Linked DNA regions of Gossypium hirsutum: region 1 is linked to region 2. The links are chromatin contacts, called in public Hi-C maps. All regions are on one chromosome and are shown on one strand. Each heading gives the region's core, a stretch centred on a gene start, on an enhancer-like site or on the middle of the called end of the contact. The rest is flanking DNA. Distances are from core to core; before and after follow the strand shown. Region 1 holds the start of LOC107951810 (transcription factor bHLH87). Region 2 has its middle 25 kb from the start of LOC107952433.

What was found. A called contact is a pair of places that touch in the nucleus more often than the background predicts.
Region 1: a Hi-C map of leaf shows a contact between it and region 2, with 2.8 times the contacts expected there. The contact joins the promoter of LOC107951810 here to the enhancer-like site in region 2. A contact is called at or near these places in 11 of 34 Hi-C or Micro-C datasets (callus, cotyledon, leaf and 1 more).

Annotation. Positions count from the first base shown.
Region 1 is chrA02:82,993,789-82,997,137 of Gossypium_hirsutum_v2.1, reverse strand. It overlaps LOC107951810 (transcription factor bHLH87), which reads right to left and starts at 1,818. Exons shown (of 4, transcript XR_001698621.2): 1 at 1,543-1,818; 2 at 431-574; 3 at 1-330.
Region 2 is chrA02:82,875,893-82,879,551 of Gossypium_hirsutum_v2.1, reverse strand. No RefSeq gene overlaps it. Among protein-coding and RNA genes, the nearest start is that of LOC107952433, 25 kb to the right of the region's middle. Within about 2 kb of position 2,036, at least 3 of the 9 cell types and tissues checked have an H3K27ac peak or open chromatin away from gene starts, as enhancers often do. A contact at or near this core is called in cotyledon and leaf, where this site is marked.

The sequences.
Region 1 (3,349 bases), core at 569-3,068, 120 kb before region 2:
ATGAGTTCAAACCATAGGCTGAGCTATTCAACAATGGAGAAGAGCACCATTCTTGTGTTATACCACAAGCTGATGCAGGAACTGGCTGTGGATTAACCATTTCAGATACTATATCTGCATCTGGATTCACAAGGGATGGCTGAGCATCTTGGAGTTCTTGAATTGAATTAACGAAGATATCATCTGGCAGATTCATCTTGTCACCATAAACGGAAGAATTTGAGTTGGAAATTAGGAAACTGTCTTCTACATCATTTGGCTCACTGTTCCAAACAGGCAATGAATTTAATTCATCCCATCCCAAGCCATCCATGGCTGAAACTTTTTTTTCTGAGCCCAAAATAAAATAACTTCAACATATTAATCCAAGGATTGAAAGAAATGCAGATGAATATATAAAGTTGATAGAAATTTGAGTAAAAGTACATACCAAATCCAGATCCTACTGCAGCTGGTTGAGTTTGGCTTCGACAAAAAGACACAAGTGAAAAATATTTGTCGCAATTCTTTTAACAGAGACTAAGTTGGACCAAATCCTCTCTAATTCTTGATCACGAAGCATCAGTCATGGAAACTGAATGATAAACATGAAACCATAAACAAAATCATGCATACGACGAGTTAAGGGAATTAGATTTTTCATCTACCTTAAGCTATTCTGTATATAAACATAGTTGACACACTCAGTAATGTTGTTAAAAGGCATGCATGCTTATATAGATAGGTAAGGGAAAAAAAAACAAAAAAAAGAGAACTAGTTTTATAATCCAACAAATACTTTGTATTAGGACTTAAAATAAAAGAAAAAAAGAATAGCTTAACATAAAATAACATAGTTTCAAAAGTTGAAAAGAGGTGTAATCAGTAATGTGGAGTGTGGAAAAGATAAGGCTTTCTGGGTCAGTTTGGTGGGTGTGTATGGATATATATTTCTGCAGATGGGGAGCATTTGAGATATTAGTGAAGCATATTTAAACTATATAGTTTAATAATATATATATATATATTTCTAGTGCGGGAAATAATCTGACATGACATCCTTTTGGTTGCTCATGGAAATTTAATGTGCACTGTAAAGTTTCAAAAAAAAAAACTGCAGTCAAAACAAGCATCTATTTGACAGTCTCTAATTAATCATGACTGGTATCCCAGTTTCCAGTCTCAACTATGGTACCTACCCACATATCAGAATTAAATGCTCGTTTATAAGGGTGAGGTGAATTTAAACATTTCAGTACAGTGGCATCAATTAAACAGCAGCTACGCTTCATAGATTGCCATTTTGAGTAGTGGGGGACTGCCTGATATATGTTTGCAGGCCAAAGGAAAGGGATAATCAGAGGATCAGAGGCAGAAGATAATAGATATATAGACAGTGCAGAAAGCAAGTTGCTTACAGAATTTTGTCTCTTCAACCATTCTAATATAACATACATATAATATATTTTCATTTCACTTTATTAAATACAGATGGTTGTACTTGCAAGAGGGAAAGCAGAGAAAGAAATAGAATAGAGAAAAGAAAAGAAAAGAGAGTCGTACCCACATGCGCCCCATCATTACAACTCAGTGAATGGGTTCCCCTTTGTATATGCCACTGCCAACCTTTCCCTTATATTGTCAACTATGTGGCGTTTTTCTTCACCAAATCTGCAGATAAGCAGTGAGAATATATACAAGGAAGGAGCATTAAATGAGTGTTTTCAGTAATTAGAAGTAGTTGGTCTTAAATCCTAGAGAGTTTGACGGTTGAACTTGATTTATCCTGTCACAATTACCAAACCATCCATGATCTTATTGAAAGATATGTCGGGTGCCACCTATTCTCAATCTTTTTCATGCTCATTTGGGAGTCCATTATTTTTAACATTTCCTGGGTACTAAAATTTAATTCAAGCAATTCACCTCTGTGCGTTAATCAGGCTGGCCGATGTGTTGAAAATATTAAAATGAAGATAGGTCCACAAGTATTGTTAATGGTGGCCTAATATTTTTGTAATTTATCGGATGGTCCCCCTATCTCTTATCAAAATCCAAATAAATGCCGCTATGATCCTCTCTCCCGCGTTATTTCTGCAAAAATCCTAAACCGTTATGAACACGTGAAGGCAACACTCCGGATCACATGTGGCGCATCATGATTGGGAGCTTCCATAAATGGATAGCCATCTCCCACGTGGGCGAAATCTAAACAGGGGGACTGTGGGGACCATGGAGTATTTCAATCATCCAAGACTCCAACTTTCAACGGTTCAGTTGTGATTTGCGTCTGCATTATTTATCTTTCATCTTCAAAATAAAAAATAAAAAAATAAAGAAGTTACCGGTATAATAATAAATATAATTTTTAAACAATACCCATTCAAATTATAACAATTAGATTATAAATAAAAAATTATGTAATAAATATATTTTAAAAAAATTTACCTTTATACTTTAATAAAATTTTCACTACTATATATAATACATGTTCTTTCAATTTATCCGATTTGTATTCAACCTTTTAGTACTTAAATTTAATAGTGTTAAACTCTAACATGTACTAACATGGTGGACCCAAGGAAAATGCTGAATGGTATAGAAGAGGGACTTGTATTAAAATTTCCCTTTTTTAAACCTAACATATTAAATAAAACATAAATAAAATAAAACAAAATAAATATTTTTAATAAAATTCAATGAAATTGTGACATGTTTTAACAAAAGTTAATTCCCTTCTAATATATTTTTAAATTTCCATAATTAAAATAAATAAATAAATTTAATTAATTACTTGCGTAAATTATACAAATGGTCATACAACAATGCTCGCCTTCTTGTTTTGGTCACCTGTAGTTGAATTGATAATGAAAAGCCTTATTCTAACTGGTATGCTAACACATTTAGTTCACAATACTTACATGTTTTATTAATTTGATCCTAATTCTAAATAATTAAAAAAAATTAACCCTTCATATTTACAAATTCTATCAAAATGATCCTTAAACTTTCTAACCAAAGCTTTCAGCTTTTAAAATAGAGGCATCCCACATTTATAAATTTGTAAAACCCAAAATAGAGGCATCCCTAGTTGAGAAAATTTCTTTTCTTTTTGGGTTTTACAAATTTATGGATGTGGGATGCCTCTATTTTAAACGGTGAAAGCTTTGGTTTGAAAGTTTGAGGATCAAATTGATAAAATATGTAAGTATTGTGAACTAAATGTGTTACTATACCAATTAAATAAGGCTTTTAGTTATCAATTCAACGACGGGGGACCAAAAGAGGAATGAATTCAAATAGTAGCGCCTAAATTTTAATTTTTTAAAGTTAGGTGACCAAAAGAGAGAAACAGGCATAGTTTGGTGAC
Region 2 (3,659 bases), core at 787-3,286:
TGTTTCTAAATAGCCAAATATCCTTTTCGAGTTTTAAAGCACCTAAAATTCTCATTTAAATTAAGAGACGACTTTGTGCTCGGGAGTTCATGGTATTGTGTCCTAACTTACGGGATGTGATACTCTGATATCTCGAGATAAGGATATCTTTAAACAATCAATTCAAGCTAATTCAAGAATTTTAAAGTCAATATTAATAGAAAAGATCGTATTTCAAATCCCTTCCCGATTTTCAAATTTTCTACATTAGGACACTAACTAATCAATTCGGTACCAATTTTTGGGCGTGTCAAGGGTGTTAATCCTTCCTCGCACGTAACCGACTCCCGAACTTATTCTCTCAAGTTTCGTAGACCAAAGGCACTGTTTTAGTAAACTAAATTTGATTTATTAAAACAAAGGTGATCCGATCACACCTAATAAAGATCGGTGGCGACTCCCGTTTTAATTTTCGCTTTCAAACCAAGTCGACCCCGTTGTTTTCAAAGATGGTTACGACATCGTCCACACTCATTACACCAATTGTTGATGGTAAGTGATAAAAGAGATCGAAGAGGCAGTTTACCTAATGTGCAAGAGAGGCAAGAGATGTTATAAAAGATATAAAAGCTTAGCGTTGCTGGGAAAAGAGAAGGGATTGGTCAGTGGAATTGTCGTTTTGGCTCCATTAGCTTCAAAGAGTTATTTAAAGGAGATGTTCATAGGCTATGCGTGTTGTCAAGGTTGGTAAGTTGTCACTCGAGTCACATAGCATAGAGCTTCTTGTTAGATCAAGGATGCAACTTAATGTGAAGTGATTAAATGATATATAAATAATGAGTGACAACGGTCTTATCAGATGAAGCCTGCAAGTTAATGAAGTGATTGTGCTTTAATGTGACCGTGCTTCTTAACGAGGTATAGTACTTGATAGAATAGTCCCTTGGTAAGTATGACTAACAAGTTAATATCCTTATTAAGATAATATTTACCTCCATTCTAAATGTTGGAGCTGCCATTTGTTATCATGAATTTATTATCACAGGTATAGAAAGTTGGACAATTATAATGTTTTGAAAATGAGAACTGAAAACTTATGCTTCGGTTGGTAAGAGTGTTATTTTTTACACTTATTTTAGTATATAAATTAGAAACAAACTAATTTAGTTGGCAATATTTAGTCACTCCCATTATTTATTTTTAATAAAGAGACTTTTTTTTTGTTAATTTAAAAGAAATCTTTTTTTTCAAGAATTAATATTTATCTTTCTAGTTCTAAATTTAAATATATACTCATTATTATTTATTCTATATCTAAGTATTATACCACACGACATTAGTAGTTAAATCCTGAAACAATCAACATTGTGGGGACTTTGAAAGTGGGCCAATTCAGAAATAAATCCCACTGGGCAGGACAAATTGACATTTCTGACAGTAGGGAAATGGCAATGCAAATTAATGGTGGTCCAATGAACAAGGCATGGCATGGGGCGCTGCGTTCTAAAAGACCTGGAAATTTTGCCAAAATTGCCAACCCCATTCCAAGTAAACGGGTCAGCTAATTAGAATCAGCCCCCCGATACCGAAATTGACCTTCAACAGTTTGGTTATATAAATTCGGTCAAAGTTGATTATAGTAGGTCAGCTTCCCATTTATTATCTAATTATAATTCAGCGGATAGATTGACTTGCAATTTGTAAAAAACAAGTATTTGATGTAATTGATTGTTCCCGGATAAGTGATTAAAACTTTTTTGTTAACATTCCAAAATTATCCCATTCAATTAACTTTTCTCCTTCTTTTTTGACCCAATCCTAAAACTTGTCGAAGCTCCAGGAGTTTGTTAATGTCCCCGGACAGCCCGAAAACAGAAAGAAAGAAGATCAAAGATAAGAAGAAATTAAAATTGGCCGTCGGCAAAAGAGAGGCATTATTGTTATTATTATTATTATTTAGTGGCAGCGAGGTTTTCTTGTGCATGCATGTACTGAAGATTTGTCGCATTCAATGGCTTGGCCTTATTAAGGTGAACAACCCAGAAAAAGGGTTGATGGCGGTGAAGGCGGAGGGGCCCTTGTCTCTTACAAAATGAAGGGTCGTTGTCCCCAACGTTTTGTAGGAGCAGCGTTCGATTTTATGAATAGGATCCTAAGAATTCTGGAGTCCATGAATCATGATGCTGACCGTCGCCCATTGTAAATGAAACCCTGACTACAACGTGATACCTATTTTTTTTCTTTTTTCTATTTTTGGTGTTTCAGTGGCCCAGGCCACAATAGAATAATATAAAAGTAAATGCAACTTATCTCCAAATAGATCCGTTTACGTTGGGGTTACTTATAAGACACAGGATTTTAAAAAATATGTTAATATTCCAAAAGGTTTGAATAAAAAAGTTATGTTTATTTTAAATATGAGAAAAATGAGTTTAAGTTAATGTTGTTTGAATTAAATCGGATCAGATGGGATACCAATTCAAAGAAAAGGATTGAATTAGTTGACTCAAGACCAAGTAAAAAGTTGGTTGAATTATATTTTTAATATATATATTTTATTTTTTATGATTTTTTATTAATTATTTAATCTCACCAATCAGATTCGTTGGACTGGCGAACTGACAACCTAACTAGAGGTGATCATGGGCCGGGCCGGGTCAGGTTCGGGCCGGGCCCATATAAATTTTTAGGCCCATCTACTAGGCTCGGGCCCGGCCCGGCCAGAAATATAGGCCTAAAATTTTGCCCAAGCCCGGCCCGAAATAAAATTACTAAGCCCGGCCCGGCCCGGCCCATATTAAATTTTTTTTATTTCATTAAATAAAAAAGTTTAAAAATATAATAAATCAAATATATTTAAAAACATAAAAACAAATATTAAAACAAATAAAAATAATACTAAAACAATTCTTAAAACAATACACAAATTAATAATATAATAAAAAATAGTTATATTAAAAATTTAAATAATTAAAAATAAAATAAAAATATATTAATATATAATTCGGGCTAGTCCGGGCCCGGGCCAAAAAACCCTTACCCGAGGCCCGGCCCGTTTTCTAAACGGGCCTAATTTTTTTTCCCAAGCCCATTTTTCGGGCCTATATTTTTACCCAAACCCTCCCATTTTTCGGGTGGGCCTTCGGGCCGAGCCGGGCCGCCCAGCCCATGATCAGCTCTAAACCTAACTAATTTGACCATCGATCTGATTTTAAAAATCTTGGTTCAAGTATTTAAGGCCCGAGCTTGGCCCGTTTATGAATTTCTAATATATTATATTATATTATTTTATATATTATGTAATTTATAGCATATAAAAATTAAATTTATAATAATATATAATACCATAATGTAAACATTAAAAAAATTAACATGTCTATATATAAAATTTTAATAAATATAATATAGATAATTATTAAATATTAAATTAAAAATAAAATAATTTTTTTAAAATAAAATAAGTGAATTTAAAATAAATTTAAATTATTTATTTATAAATATGCACGAATTTAAATAAAATTTTAAATTTATATTTTATATGAAGCATAAAAAATGTTAATATTAGGTATAAAAAAAACGTAGGAAAAAAAATGGTAAGGGATATATAGGGACGTAGGAAATAAAATGGTTTGGTTGGCATGTTTCTTGGGCGCAACATCCGCTTCATCAATCTTGTACTG